2 separate regions of the Macaca mulatta genome follow, and region 1 is linked to region 2. A link is a contact called in public Hi-C data. All regions are on one chromosome and are shown on one strand. The core of a region is the stretch at or near the end of the contact, and the rest is flanking DNA. Distances in the headings are between cores, read along the strand shown.

Region 1 (6,349 bases), core at 3,375-5,874, 140 kb after region 2:
GCCTAAACTTTGTTAGTTCTCTTTTCCAAAATTCATCACGCCTTTCAGCAAGCTTATATTCATTGGCAATGTGAATATGCATTATGCTGAATTGGATGCCCTGTTTTATTATAGCAGGATTGAGGAAGTCAGTAAAACTATAGCTGAGAGTCAATGTTTTTCTCCCCCATGTTACCATGATTCTCGCATTCTACTGACACCACTCCCCTTAAGATATTTAATACTGAGATAACATTTGCTTTCATATGTCTTAATAATTGTTTACTGAGGCCGGGCGTGGTGGCTCAAGCCTGTAATCCCAGCACTTTGGGAGGCCGAGACGGGCGGATCACGAGGTCAGGAGATCGAGACCATCCTGGTTAACACGGTGAAACCCCGTCTCTACTAAAAAATACAAAAAATTAGCCGGGCGCGGTGGTGGGCGCCTGTAGTCCCAGCTACTCGGGAGGCTGAGGCAGGAGAATGGCGTGAACCCGGGAGGCGGAGCTTGCAGTGAGCTGAGATCCGGCCACTGCACTCCAGCCTGGGCGACAGAGCGAGACTCTGTCTCAAAAAAAAAAAAAAACAAAAAAACAAAATAATTGTTTACTGAAAGCATAAAATACTTCAAGTAGCCTTCTGAGGGTAGATGGGAGAAGTGACTCCCTCTGGGGACAAACCCTGGGTCTGAAGGCAGCTCTTCCTCACAAGTAAGATCCTCCCTTCCAGCCTTTCTGCTGGTTGGACGTGAGCTGGCAAACCTAACTCATAAAAGCCAAACTACTCTTTGTCTCATTTCTAATTTGTGAAAAGAGGCCATTTGAATATTTATTTTTTTCCTCGTATTGCTAAAGAACCATATTAATGACAAGATTCTGAATCAACTACCAAACAGGTACCATTCTCCTCCACAAGTAGTCACTCAGACTTTTGTTTTGCATTTAGAACTGTTGAGTGTAGACTCTCTTCTTCAGTCTGTTTACAGAATGTAGTTAATAACATTGTTCATCCGAAGCCTACTCAAAGTACAAACATTGTTTAGCCTTGAGTTGCTCCCTTTGATGGAGAAGAGAAATAATATTTACCTAATAAAGATCCTCATAATCTCTGCCATCATCCTCAGTCAATTTTTTTTTTTAGAGAAAATGCTTCAGCTTTGAAGACTCTCCTGTTTTCTTGTCCAATTGTTTTCACGTGTAGAGCACAATGAGCTACAGCAGAAACTGGAAAAGAAAGAACGAGAGTGTGATGCCAAGACTCAAGAGAAGGAAGAGATGATGCAGACCTTAAATAAAATGAAAGAGAAACTTGAAAAGGAGACTACTGAGCATAAGCAAGTCAAGCAGCAGGTGGCGGACCTCACAGCACAGCTCCATGAGCTAAGCAGGGTGAGGTCTTCCGCTCAGCTCACGGGCAGCTGCCAAGGCCTCACTGACCCTAGAGCCCCTCACCCTTAAGTAGACAGTTTCATACTGGGGGAATAAAATTTGAAATGACTCATGATTAATCACAATTAGGAGACTCACTCCCTCTGCTATCATGTAGGCAGTGGAGGCGGTTTGGGGGGTGCATTTTAAAATACTATACAAATCTAAGTGCAAAGGAAATTGTATTAGCTTCTTAAAGTGAAAACTGACTTCATGAAAACCAGACTGTCTGTGATGGTGCAAGAAGTGAGAGAGATATGAATGCATCCCAGACAAGTATTTGAGTGTCAGATACAAAAGGTTGACGCAGTGGAGTCCATGAAGGCCCAAAAGAGTCCATTCGACTTTACCGATCCTTTAAACATTCTCAGAAGGGTGAATTTCTCTATAATATACATTTCAGGCAAAGTTACAGACTCTCAAATCATTCAATGAATTTACTTCTTCCATTGATCTTTTCTTTTCCTATTTTTATCTTTTCAGAGAGCCATCTGTGCTTCAGTCCCAGGTGGACCCTCACCTGGAGCACCAGGAGGGCCCTTTCCTTCCTCTGTGCCTGGATCTCTCCTTCCTCCCCCGCCACCCCCACCTCTACTAAGTGGGATTCTTCCCCCTCCACCGCCTCCCCTCCCTCCAGGTGGCCCTCCTCCTCCCCCAGGGCCTCCTCCCTTAGGGGCAGTCATGCCACCTCCTGGTGCTCCAATGGGCCTGGCACTCAAGAAGAAAAGCATTCCTCAGCCCACAAATGCCCTGAAATCCTTCAACTGGTCTAAACTGCCTGAGGTAAGCCATTTGTTCCAATTTTCCCTCTAATGGATAGCATTAGCAGCTCACTGTGTTGTCACTGAAAGGAAAAACAGCCCTGGCTGTTCAGTGATTTCATTTTCTGGTGTGGACCCAGGGTTCTCACTAGCTCAGATATTTAAGTGATAAAGCTTCTGAAATAAATGACACATTGTTTGAAACCCACTCACTTTGAGTGTCTGGTAGACTGAAAAATTTGGGATAGAAGCACTTTTTTAATAACCATGCCTGTTCTTTTTATGTATAACTGTAAACTATAGCACTTATTACATTGATGTTTCTAGAACAAACTGGAAGGAACAGTATGGACCGAAATTGATGATACAAAAGTCTTCAAAATTCTAGATCTTGAAGACCTGGAAAGAACCTTCTCTGCCTATCAAAGACAGCAGGTAACAGCATATGCCCTCCAGACACCAAAAAGGTAGAAAAATCATGTCTTATGCATGATCCCTGGCCCATCAGCCATGGCCATGATGTGACAGGCATATGAATTCTAGGCTGTTGGATCTATCCTGTGCATGTCCATGTCTCTGTCCAAGTGCCTGTCAGTTGTATGTGAACAGTTGAAGGTATATAAGCTCCTTGTTAGGGAGTTTCATATCTGGTATATGTCTAAGACCTAGTCTCTATTGGTGTAAAGAGTTTTGTATGCTGTCACTTGTATTTAGTCAAAATGGTTCACCAGGAGAAAGTAGAAGAGTTAAATAACTTAAATTGTCACCCCATAAGGTTTGTATCTAAAGCTATTTTGGTTCATCTGAATTTTTAAAAAATACATATCAAATGGTTACCATTTGAAGCAGAATGCTTTGTGAAATGGATGGAATTTTGAGAAGTACAAAGATTTTTAAATGACTATAATTTGGCCAGTAGATGGAACTTAGGAGTTTTTACTATATGTCATGAACAGAAGTGGGGTTGTAAAGGCTGAGCAAGTGGGGAGATGGCAGTGGTGCAAATAGGACCAGAGACACTACTGAAAAGTGAGCAAAGCTTTTGTAATAGTAGCAAAAACATGTGATTTGGTGCCTGCTGGTGCTCCACATTGACAGGCATCACTGTGTGAGCCCCGGTCACATCTGTGTAGTGCCTCTTGCTCTTCAAGAGGGCATCGTGATAGAGCCTCTTAAAGTTAGACCAGAAGAGAACGCAGCAGGGTGGCCAGGCCTGGAGAGTTTCAGAAGAAAAAAGAAAAGGTAGAGTAGGATCCCAAATCATCAAAGTCTTGAGAAGAGAAAACTTGAGTCCAGTAGTGTGAGAAGAAAGATTCTTAAGTATGACTGAAGAAGAGGAATGATGGGGAGAGCAGAGTTCATCCTAAACAGGAACACATGAATGCTGGGCCTCTTACGGGGCTTTCCTTGGGCTTTACTGAGAGGCCCTTAACTCCCAGATGAATCATGGGTGGAGCATCCTTAAACAAGCAGCAGACTTCCTAGTTGGTTTCCTTGGCTTAGTCCCCAAGAAAGAGTGTATCAGAAAAGAAGTACTGAGCACCAAAAGAGTAGATGGACTCAGACTAGGGGGAGAAACAAAAACTAAGGGTTTTTTCTTTCATTTTGTTTTGTTTTTCAAAATGGCCTTTGATACATTTGAAATGGGCGGGGGCAGGGGGAGGAAGCCAATATTTAAGTGAATATTTTCCCTTAAGAAAGGGAAAGCTTTTCTGCAATGCGTTTTATGCTAGTTTAATAAAATACAAAAATAGAGGCTGTTGCCTGCCATAGTGACATGAACCCTTAAAACAGGAGCCCTCAGCTGCCCACCCCTACTGTAAGTAGAAAGGCAAACTTGGGCAATGTTATACACACCAAATAAGGGAAAATGAAAAAAACACAATGAAGATAAGGCATTGGCCGATAGAAAGCAAAACAATTTATCTTTCAAAGGACAAAAGTTGTCTTTAGAGTCCTCGTGTGGCAGGGACTGTGACCAGACTCATTCCTGATTGGCTGCAACATGCCGCCTCTTTCTCTGTCTGCTGTCCTGAGAAGGTGTCTCCTTGGCCTTGACATGGAATCTTGAGCCATTGTAGCAAATTTCCTGATAATTCAAATAATCTTCTAACGTAGCTACATGTCCCATTGCTTTCCCACTTCAGTTTTGATCGCTGATACAGTTCCGTGCTGGTTGCCTAATATGAAGATTTAAGAACGTTCAGAAGTAAATTAAAGGAAGGAAAAGCAACAGTTGTTCCAAATGATGCTATTCAAGTCTGAGCATGTGGGTTGCATTTATTATAAAGGCAGGTGGTTGAAAGACCTAAGTTTACAAGACTCATAATTAACTGGCTTTCAGCAGAAGGTGCAGAAGGATACTGCCAAAATGCTCTGGGACAAATATGTGGACAGTTCTCAAGAGCTCTGGGAGACAAGATTGCAGAAAGCCTAGCAATTGGGTAATTGTCTCCTAGCAACCAACACTGTTTAAGTAATCAGTAGGCATTCCAGTCAGGAGAGTCCAGAACATTTCAGTTATACTTAACACTAAGTAGACCAGTAAGTAGAATCAGTTGTGACCATATTTTCAATAGCACTTCCTGGAGAAAAATTTCAGTATACCTGATCAGCTTGAGTAATTCAAGTAGGTTTTCCCTTTTGGTGCAAGAATTTGAAATGGGAATTTTTAAACTATAAATATATTTTCTAAATAAGGATAATTTGAGCCATTTTATTGAATTTACTGAATTCTGATAGACAATCCAAAGATGTGGACACTGTAGTTGGAATATATAGGACACAGTAAAGGAAATGGGGCACCTGTCATTGAATGTCCCCTTATCTCATGACCAATGGGAATACTCAAGACCTATGCATTTTCATCTCAGTCTTGGTAGTGCATTGTATAATTCACTTGAACTGCTCTCTTTTCTACTCCCAAATGAATACTGTAGATCTGTTTTTTTCCATGATGTCTCCTCTTTCCTCCCTCCAGAGTCATGATACCCTGTTCAAACTCTCTGGACTTCAGCCAGTTTTTGGCTAGATACAATTCCCAGAGAGGCAAAGGAACATTACAAAGGTAATGGCATGAGTACCATTACCTGTATGCATGCAACAGGAACCCTGCACAGAGTAAGATTTTGGAAAAATCTCAGTAATATCGGATTAGTATAATTTAGATGAATACTGAGAAATGACACTTATGGGATATACACAGACACACATGTATATGCACACACATATACATATACGCTTACACATATCTGCATAAAATATATCCATTTGATTTGAGGAATCATTAAAATCAGAACTTATATTGTCTGCTTTGTATACAAAGTAATTCAAAGAATGAAAGTGTGTTAAATTTTTGCACAGGCCCACAGTGTAACTTATAGTATAAAAGCAGAGATGAGAAAAAGCTATAAATAACTATAATATGGACTACAAGATGATAATATTCAGCATCCACTACATTCCTGATACCAAGTATGATATACACAGTTCCCAATCTCATCAACCTTAAGATTTAGTTCTCAAGGAGTTCTTATACTTATTTTCTTCCTTAATGCTCAACCCCAACTCTATGAGTAGATATTCATATTTTATAGATAATAAAAATATGGCTTGGTGTGTATTTAGTGACTCCAAAGGGACATAATTCTCAGTTTCACTTTGTTCTTCCCCATGGTTTTTATTCGTTATAAATATCAGACTTTGTATAGGATTTTCTTTAACTCCAGCTTTAAGAACAAGACTATTCCTATTCAGAATTTTTTTTCAGTGCAAATATCAGAGGTGTGCAGAGCTGATGATGTAAACTTATGTGCCACATAAAATGGGATCTAATAGCAGGCAGTTATTTCTCCACTCACATTCCAAAAGTTCATTTGAAAATCAATGTCTTGAATCTCAGGTCCTCTTTTCCTCATTGAAACTACATTATACATGATTTCCAGGTCAGCCACAAATGACTGATTTAAATGGTAGCACATTGCATAGCAGTACTTTTCAGATACAATTAAACAATATTCATCTCCATTTTGTGAGAAATCTTCATCCCTAGATGCTATAAATTCATTTCTCTCTATCCATACAATTGAATAGAGGGGAAATGAGCTAAAGGCACTACATTTACCTAAAGGGAGTCATATCTCTGTAGCAACAAATTAACAGCTCACTATCTCTTCCTTCCCC
Region 2 (6,560 bases), core at 2,869-5,368:
CCCTAAAGCTTCATTTCCAGTAGGTGTGTAGGTGTGGCCCAACTATCTGCATATCTAACAAGTTCTCAGGTGATACTGATGTTGCTGGTCTGGGGATTGTACTTTAAGAACCACAGCTGTAGATAATGAAGTCAGGGACTGTTGCCTGACATAGGACAATAAGCTTCTCTCAGGAATTTGAAATTTGGAACACAGAGCTCGGAGTCCGAGTGTTGTAGACCAGTGCTCTGGAGAGAAGGGCTGAAAACTACCACTGCTTAGGTTCCTAGTTTGTTGGGTTCCTGTTTGTCTTGAGCCTTGATTGTTTAATCCTTCCAATAAATCCCATTACATTCTTTGTTTTGCATAAACTGGCCATAGAAAGTTTTTGTTGTCTGCCCCTAAAGAACTTTAAAGCGTGAGTATGTCAGTTAAAATGTTCCACCAAAAAAACAGAAAGGATCCTAAGAAGTATTTAAAACAGAGATAATGTGGTCCAGAGAATTGGCCATACTGTGATAGAAGATCTGCGAAGCCAAACACCCAACGCAGAGATTAGCAAGAGCAGGAAGCTATCTCTATTGCTAGGCAGGAGGGACAAAGGGAGAAGGTGGTGTTACTAGGCCAGGGTGACCTGAAAGAAGCTGGAACCACAACAGACCAGTCCAACAAGGAAAATGCTGCCAGAAACATCACCCAATGCACTTCTGAGGAAGTGAAGAAATTTCCTAGCTTCTCCCTTCCTCCTGCCTCCAATCCCCCCAGCAGTGCCTCTCCATGCTGGGAAGCTTGGGAAAAGCTCCCTATGTTACTGAGGACAGCAGGGGGATCCTGAAGAACAACATACAGATCTGAGAACAAGTCAAGGACTGGCACTGTTCAACCCTGAATTTCTCATTTTAGTCTACAAAGTACATTTTGCCTACTTACCAATTAGAGTGAGATAATATGTGCATGCTATATTCTTTCCAATAGTCTCTGTTAATAAGAATTTTTAATTTAAATGGGTTTTTATTACCTTGTCCCATAATTAGGCATGACATTTCTGAGATAATCTTTTGGGAAGAATTGCAAATGATATCAAGAACTAACATTTGTATAGTGCTTTTCATTTTGAAAAATATTTTTACATGCCTCATTTAATTTAATCCTCAAAAACCTCATGAAATATATATTATTGTTAATCTTATTTTATAAATAAGGAAACAGGCTCAGACAGAATAAATAACACAAATATGCAAAGTAACATGGATCACAAATAATGGAATGGCACAATCCCAAACCTGGACTTAGCACACAACCTTGATTGTTGCAAAACACCAAGCTATTGCATGAAAGTACACGCAAGGCTACAAACTTTCAATTCTTTCTCTCTGTTGATACCTCATTTCCTCCCTTATCTAAAATTCAATATCTAGAGTAAAACCTTGTAACCAGCACTGACAGAGGTGATTTTAAAAGATCATCGCTTCCTGGCGCCTTCTCCTCATCCCCTACCTGTATAGACTGTCAATTAAATCTATTCTTAGTGGTCTCACAGGTTCCTAATTAATAGGCCACGATTATGGGATGAGGCAGGGCTTTTCATAAGGTCTTCAGAACAGCAGCAGTTATGTAAAATGAAAAGATAGAAAGTAAAGAAACCCATTTTGACTGATAATATCAATTAGCTAGACAGAGTGCGTGTCTTTGATGATTTATGAGACTACTTGGCCGCCTAGAAAAAATTAAATGCAAACATATACAATGATTGTGTATGAAAGTGAGTGAGAGTGTGTGTGTGAGTTCCCTTCTGTCTCCATAGAAGTGGTTAAGCTTCCTCTGCTACTAGTTCTACAGACTGTATTTCTCATGTTAAAGAGCTGTCTTTGTTTCCCTTGGTTGCCAATGAAACTGTGCAGGGATCAGTTCAAATCTATCACCACTTGCAGAGAATTTTTCCAAACACAATGCCCTCTTTCTATATCTATTATCTATATTTATAGCTATTTGATAGGAAGAGCAGTTCACATGTGCACTTCTCCACATTTATGTGCTTACAGTCTATTGTGTATGCTGTCCTTTATACGCAGATGACTATGTCACATGGCACATCCCTATAATATTGTTAAAGAAAATGGAATTTTTGTTTTCAGACAGACTGCATCTTCTCTTTCATTACTGAAGAGCTAAGAGAACTTGTTGTAAGGTGATTTCTCCATTAAAATTACTCCTCAGAGTGTGCCTCAATAACATACTTTTATCTACAAGGATAAGCCCCATCTTAACAGAAAGGCTCCACATTCAATTTATTGACTCAATAAATTTCAGGCTCACTGATTATGTTTCAATCTAAAAGCTTTACACAGTTATAAAACTGGAAGAGCCTTTAGAATCATCCCAGGTCAATTTTCTCTCTGAATATTTTTCCACTATGAACTGCATTACATTAAGTCTACCCATTAGTTAGAATATCAGTGATTATACACCTGATCTGATGGCCAGGGGAATATTTATATTGTCAGGGTTCATTTTAGATAATACTTGAAATGGACGAAATAGCTGAGGACAGAAGAGCAACATTCAAAGCTATCTTCTTTCAGGGGAGGAAAGTGGGTCTTGTCTATAAAGAACAGGCTTGTTAAAAGAAAATCAGAATTCATCGCTAAACATCTCTGAGCAAAACAAAGCATTTCCTCTCCCCTGAGATCCTCAACTAGTTTCATAAATATTTTTTCACTTGAACCCAACTCAGTGTTGCAGAATGAAAGGAGAAAATGAGTAAGAAGAATTTCACCAACACTTCAGTAGGGAGTTGTCTGAAATCTTAATTGTGAACCTTTTTTTCACAAGATGCGCAGTCTTCTACAGATATTGCTAGTGGAACGGGTATGTGAGCTGATCCTTATATGGAATTGAGAAACATCAAATGCCATTAAAATTTACATTTACAACTCGCGTAACTAAATGCATTGATTCTTTTCATATTAAAAGACACTTCGTATTCACTGAATAATGAAAAATGCCACGGAAAAAATTATGTATTTACAACCTGCCTAAAGTCAGAATTCTGCTACACACCTTTTGCTTACCTTTAAACAAACATTTAGTTGTGTTAAGAGCAGGGCAATTCTTGAACGGCACGATGTTGTTTGGTTTAATGTCTTTATAAAAATATTTGAAAAGAAAGATATGGAAAATGAAGGGAGAGTGTTGTGGATTTAAAAACATGTGTATACACAGATACACAATTTATTCAAACTTTAGACAAGACGTTTTCTTCCTGGGAGTGGAGAGTCACCAGGGCGGGAAGTCCGCTGCAGGGATGAACAAAAGCATGGCTGCGCGATAGTATTATCTTTGCAGCAGCAGCAGCAGCAGCAGCGCCCTGACGGAGGGTTGCGGTGACTGTCTAGTCTATCACACCGCATTTCTGGTAGTGACAACCTCCGTTATTCTGTCAGCTCAGCCTACTAAGTGGTTCCCTGCGTTCTGACTGGTCACCTTGTCTCCGTTAAACGGGGAGGAGAAAAGATAAAGGTGAATTGAGCCAAGTGGGATACAAGGAGATTCCTCCGCTTTGGGACCGGCGTCGCCCCATCCTCTGGGAAGTGTTGAGCGGGGAGAATTCAAGGACCGTACTTAACCCAGAAAACACTAAGTCCTCTGAATTAGCTGCTACGCCTGGGGAAGGCAGAAAAGTCTTAATCGTCCCTTCCCAGCAGGGACCAAGAAAGACCAGTTAGAGCGAGCCTGGCCGGATCACGCGAGCCCCGGACCCCTCCGATCCTTCAGAGCCCGCGCCGGGCAGACTAGAGGTCAAATCAACAGGCTCGACCGCAGGGCAGCCCTCCCACTCTCCCGTGCGGTCCGCAGCTCGGATTCGGAACGACCACCGCTAACACTGCAAGGCTGTAAGGCTGGGAGGGGGCGGGTCCTGAAGGGGGAGGGAAAAGGGGCGGGGCAGAAGAGCCGAGGAGTATGTCGGGAGGTGTAGCTCCACGAGTCCCAACAGCAAAGCTGTCCCAGCCCCGCTAATAGATTGGGACTACTACTCCCAGGAGTCTGCGCGCCCTACCGGAGCGTCCATGCGCAGTGGGAGCCACTTTGTAGCCTATCAGGCGAGGAGAGGGTGATGTCACCTGTGAGTTAGTAACCTACGAGCGGCTGTGAAGGAAACTGTTTAACCGGATCCCATTGTACCCAGAGTGCAGAGCCGCCTTTCCAGCATGCAGGGGCTGCTCAGGTAAGGGGGACGCGCCTCCTTGCCCGCCGCACTCATTCATTAAGTGGCACCACTCAGTGGTGCGGGGGTGGGCGTGCTTCCGTGGGCCGGGCACGGAGTTCGCGGCGCGCTCTCCCGCTGCCTTCCCGGAGCTCCCGGGCCAGTAGGTAAATATTAAACCCGTCCTTCAGGTTGGGTCTGGGTGGGAACGGGACCGAGACAGCTCTCGGCTGCCTAGCTGGGGGTGGGAAAATGGCTGCAGCGCAACGCAAACCGAGGCAGCAGGGAGGAAGACGCCCGCAAGGACGGGGGTCCCTCCCTTCTTTCTTTCTAAGGCGCCCGGCTGGCCGGGGAGCCGGCGTGGTAACACTCGCTGCCTTGCTGCAGGCTCCCCGGGGCTGGGGCCGCGGGTACTGCAGCGGCGTCCGGGAGCTCCCGGCCCGGCGGCTCCGAGAGGGAGAACCCCGAGGCAGGCTTGGTGGACACGGCGGTGGCGACAGGGAAGGAGGGACTTGTGTACTCGTTCGCGTCCGAGCAGAGCCCCCAGTACCCCTGGCACCCTCACTTCCAGTCCCATTCGAAAGGGACGGAGCGCCTGTAATTCAGACTAAGTTGGACCTAAATGTTTCAAAACAGAGAGAAGGGCGATCGGGCTTTGCGGAGGGAGAGCGGGGTGTTGGCGGCCGGGGAAGCTGCGCCGCCTGCGAACCCGGTTGTGAGGCACCGCAGAGGACTCCTGCCGCCCGTCCCTCTCGAGAGGGCACATCTCAGTCTCCACGGTGCCTTGGCATAGAGCACCTGGGCTGGGGCGAAGCGCCTGCCCTGAAGCCCTGGGCCAGGAGGTGGTGGCGCGGGGGTGGGGGTGTCGGATAATCTAATGATTAGGCTCGCTGTGGAGCAGAAGGGCTGGATAATCGGGTTTACCCAGCTGGTGCTGAAAGCCAACTGCTTGTGATCGGCTTGCCCTCTGACTGGAGATGTGCACGAGGCCCAGAGCTCTCAGTCCTCTGGATGTTCTTTCCCTTTCCCTAGTACCTTCATTTGTTCGTTTACTCATTCATCAAACCCTGCTAAGGTCTCAAGTTGTTCACGGCCTGGCTTTGCGGAGCTACTTCTCTCCCCATAATATATTTAGTGATGCCTGAACTCCATTTCCCTCTCCTTCATCTCCACTTTCTGGAGGGCATCAAGAGCAAATGCCACCCGTGACCGTTTTTGCTCTCGTAGAGCTGGTAGTTTCTTGAGATTCGAGCAGGACCTAGTGAATTGAAGCGGAGTTGCCTGCAAGATGAATCCCGTTGCCATGGCGACTCCTGCCTTCGGAATCTTAGCTGCTGCCACTGCTGTTTCGATTCGATGTGGCTCTGCGGGCAGCTGGGAGGGAGTGGCTAGTGGGTGTGGTCAAACGCTTGCCCTGGCCCAGCTGCTCTCTCTTCCTCGCCCCTTTCACAGCCTCGGACTCTCTCCTTTCTCTCCTAAATAGCTTGCACTCAGTTCTAGACCCCTTTCCCTTCCCCGTGCCACACCTCAGCACACCACCTCCCTCCCTGAAACTAATTGTTTGGCGCCTTTTTCCTGAGGCAAACTCTGAAAATTATAATTTGAAAAATCTCTTCCTTTCGGGCTAGCCGCATCATTTCCCCAATAAGGTAGTTTATGGTGTTGGAGGCAGCTTTGTCATGAAAGGCGCCCTTCCCTGTTCTGCATAAAGAGAGTTCCCTGGTCACCAGTAAAGGCTCTCAATTTGCTCTAGGTGCAGCTGATTGGAAGTGATTAGGGACAATTAATAACGGTTGGAAGTCACCGCAGTCCCTTATGGTTCTCATAAAATCTAAAGCCAGGCTAGAGGGTGCAGGTCCTTGAGGGCGAAGCATGCAGGGCCATAACCAGGAGCCTTGGGGTCCTACTCTGGCTCTGTCAGTCACTAGCTACTCCATGCTGGGGTTAACCCTTGACCTCCGGACCTCAGCCTTCTCTTTGGTAATGTGGGGAAAGGCTATAGAGGGTTTCCTAACGTTCATTCTAGGTGCAATAGCCTATGATTCTAAGATAGACTTGGTCATTGTCCTTTTTCTTCCCCCTTTCTCCCCCTCAAAGTTATCTGAAGTTAAGGGTTTAAACCTAGCTTCTGATACTGTGCCATCGGGTTATATGGGCAAGGCAACTAAGTGACTATTTGTAATACTGTTTATACTACTACTACTATTATTCCAGTATCTGGACCCTTCTAATTATACTTTAGTATTATAAATAATTGTTTAGGTTTTGCCTTTTTATAGATTCCTAATGAATGCAGTTATTTCTAATTGCATTAAGTGTAATTGACTTATACAAGTATTTTGTTTCCCCTCTGCTTGCATTTTATACCAATGTGCAT

Evidence for each region. Hi-C and Micro-C count contacts between places; a contact is called where the count stands out from the background.
Region 1: a Hi-C map of cortical neurons shows a contact between it and region 2, with 2.9 times the contacts expected there. The contact joins the enhancer-like site here to the promoter of DAAM1 in region 2. A contact is called at or near these places in 2 of 14 Hi-C or Micro-C datasets (cortical neurons and fetal cortical plate).

The regions. Positions count from the first base shown.
Region 1 is chr7:132,449,002-132,455,350 of T2T-MMU8v2.0, forward strand. DAAM1 (dishevelled associated activator of morphogenesis 1) reads left to right here. Exons shown (of 26, transcript NM_001257504.1): 13 at 1,180-1,367; 14 at 1,890-2,189; 15 at 2,495-2,602. Among named protein-coding and RNA genes, the nearest start is that of DAAM1, 140 kb to the left of the region's middle. Within about 2 kb of position 4,625, at least 6 of the 40 cell types and tissues checked have an H3K27ac peak or open chromatin away from gene starts, as enhancers often do. A contact at or near this core is called in cortical neurons, where this site is marked.
Region 2 is chr7:132,306,796-132,313,355 of T2T-MMU8v2.0, forward strand. DAAM1 (dishevelled associated activator of morphogenesis 1) reads left to right here and starts at 4,119. Exons shown (of 26, transcript NM_001257504.1): 1 at 4,119-4,204.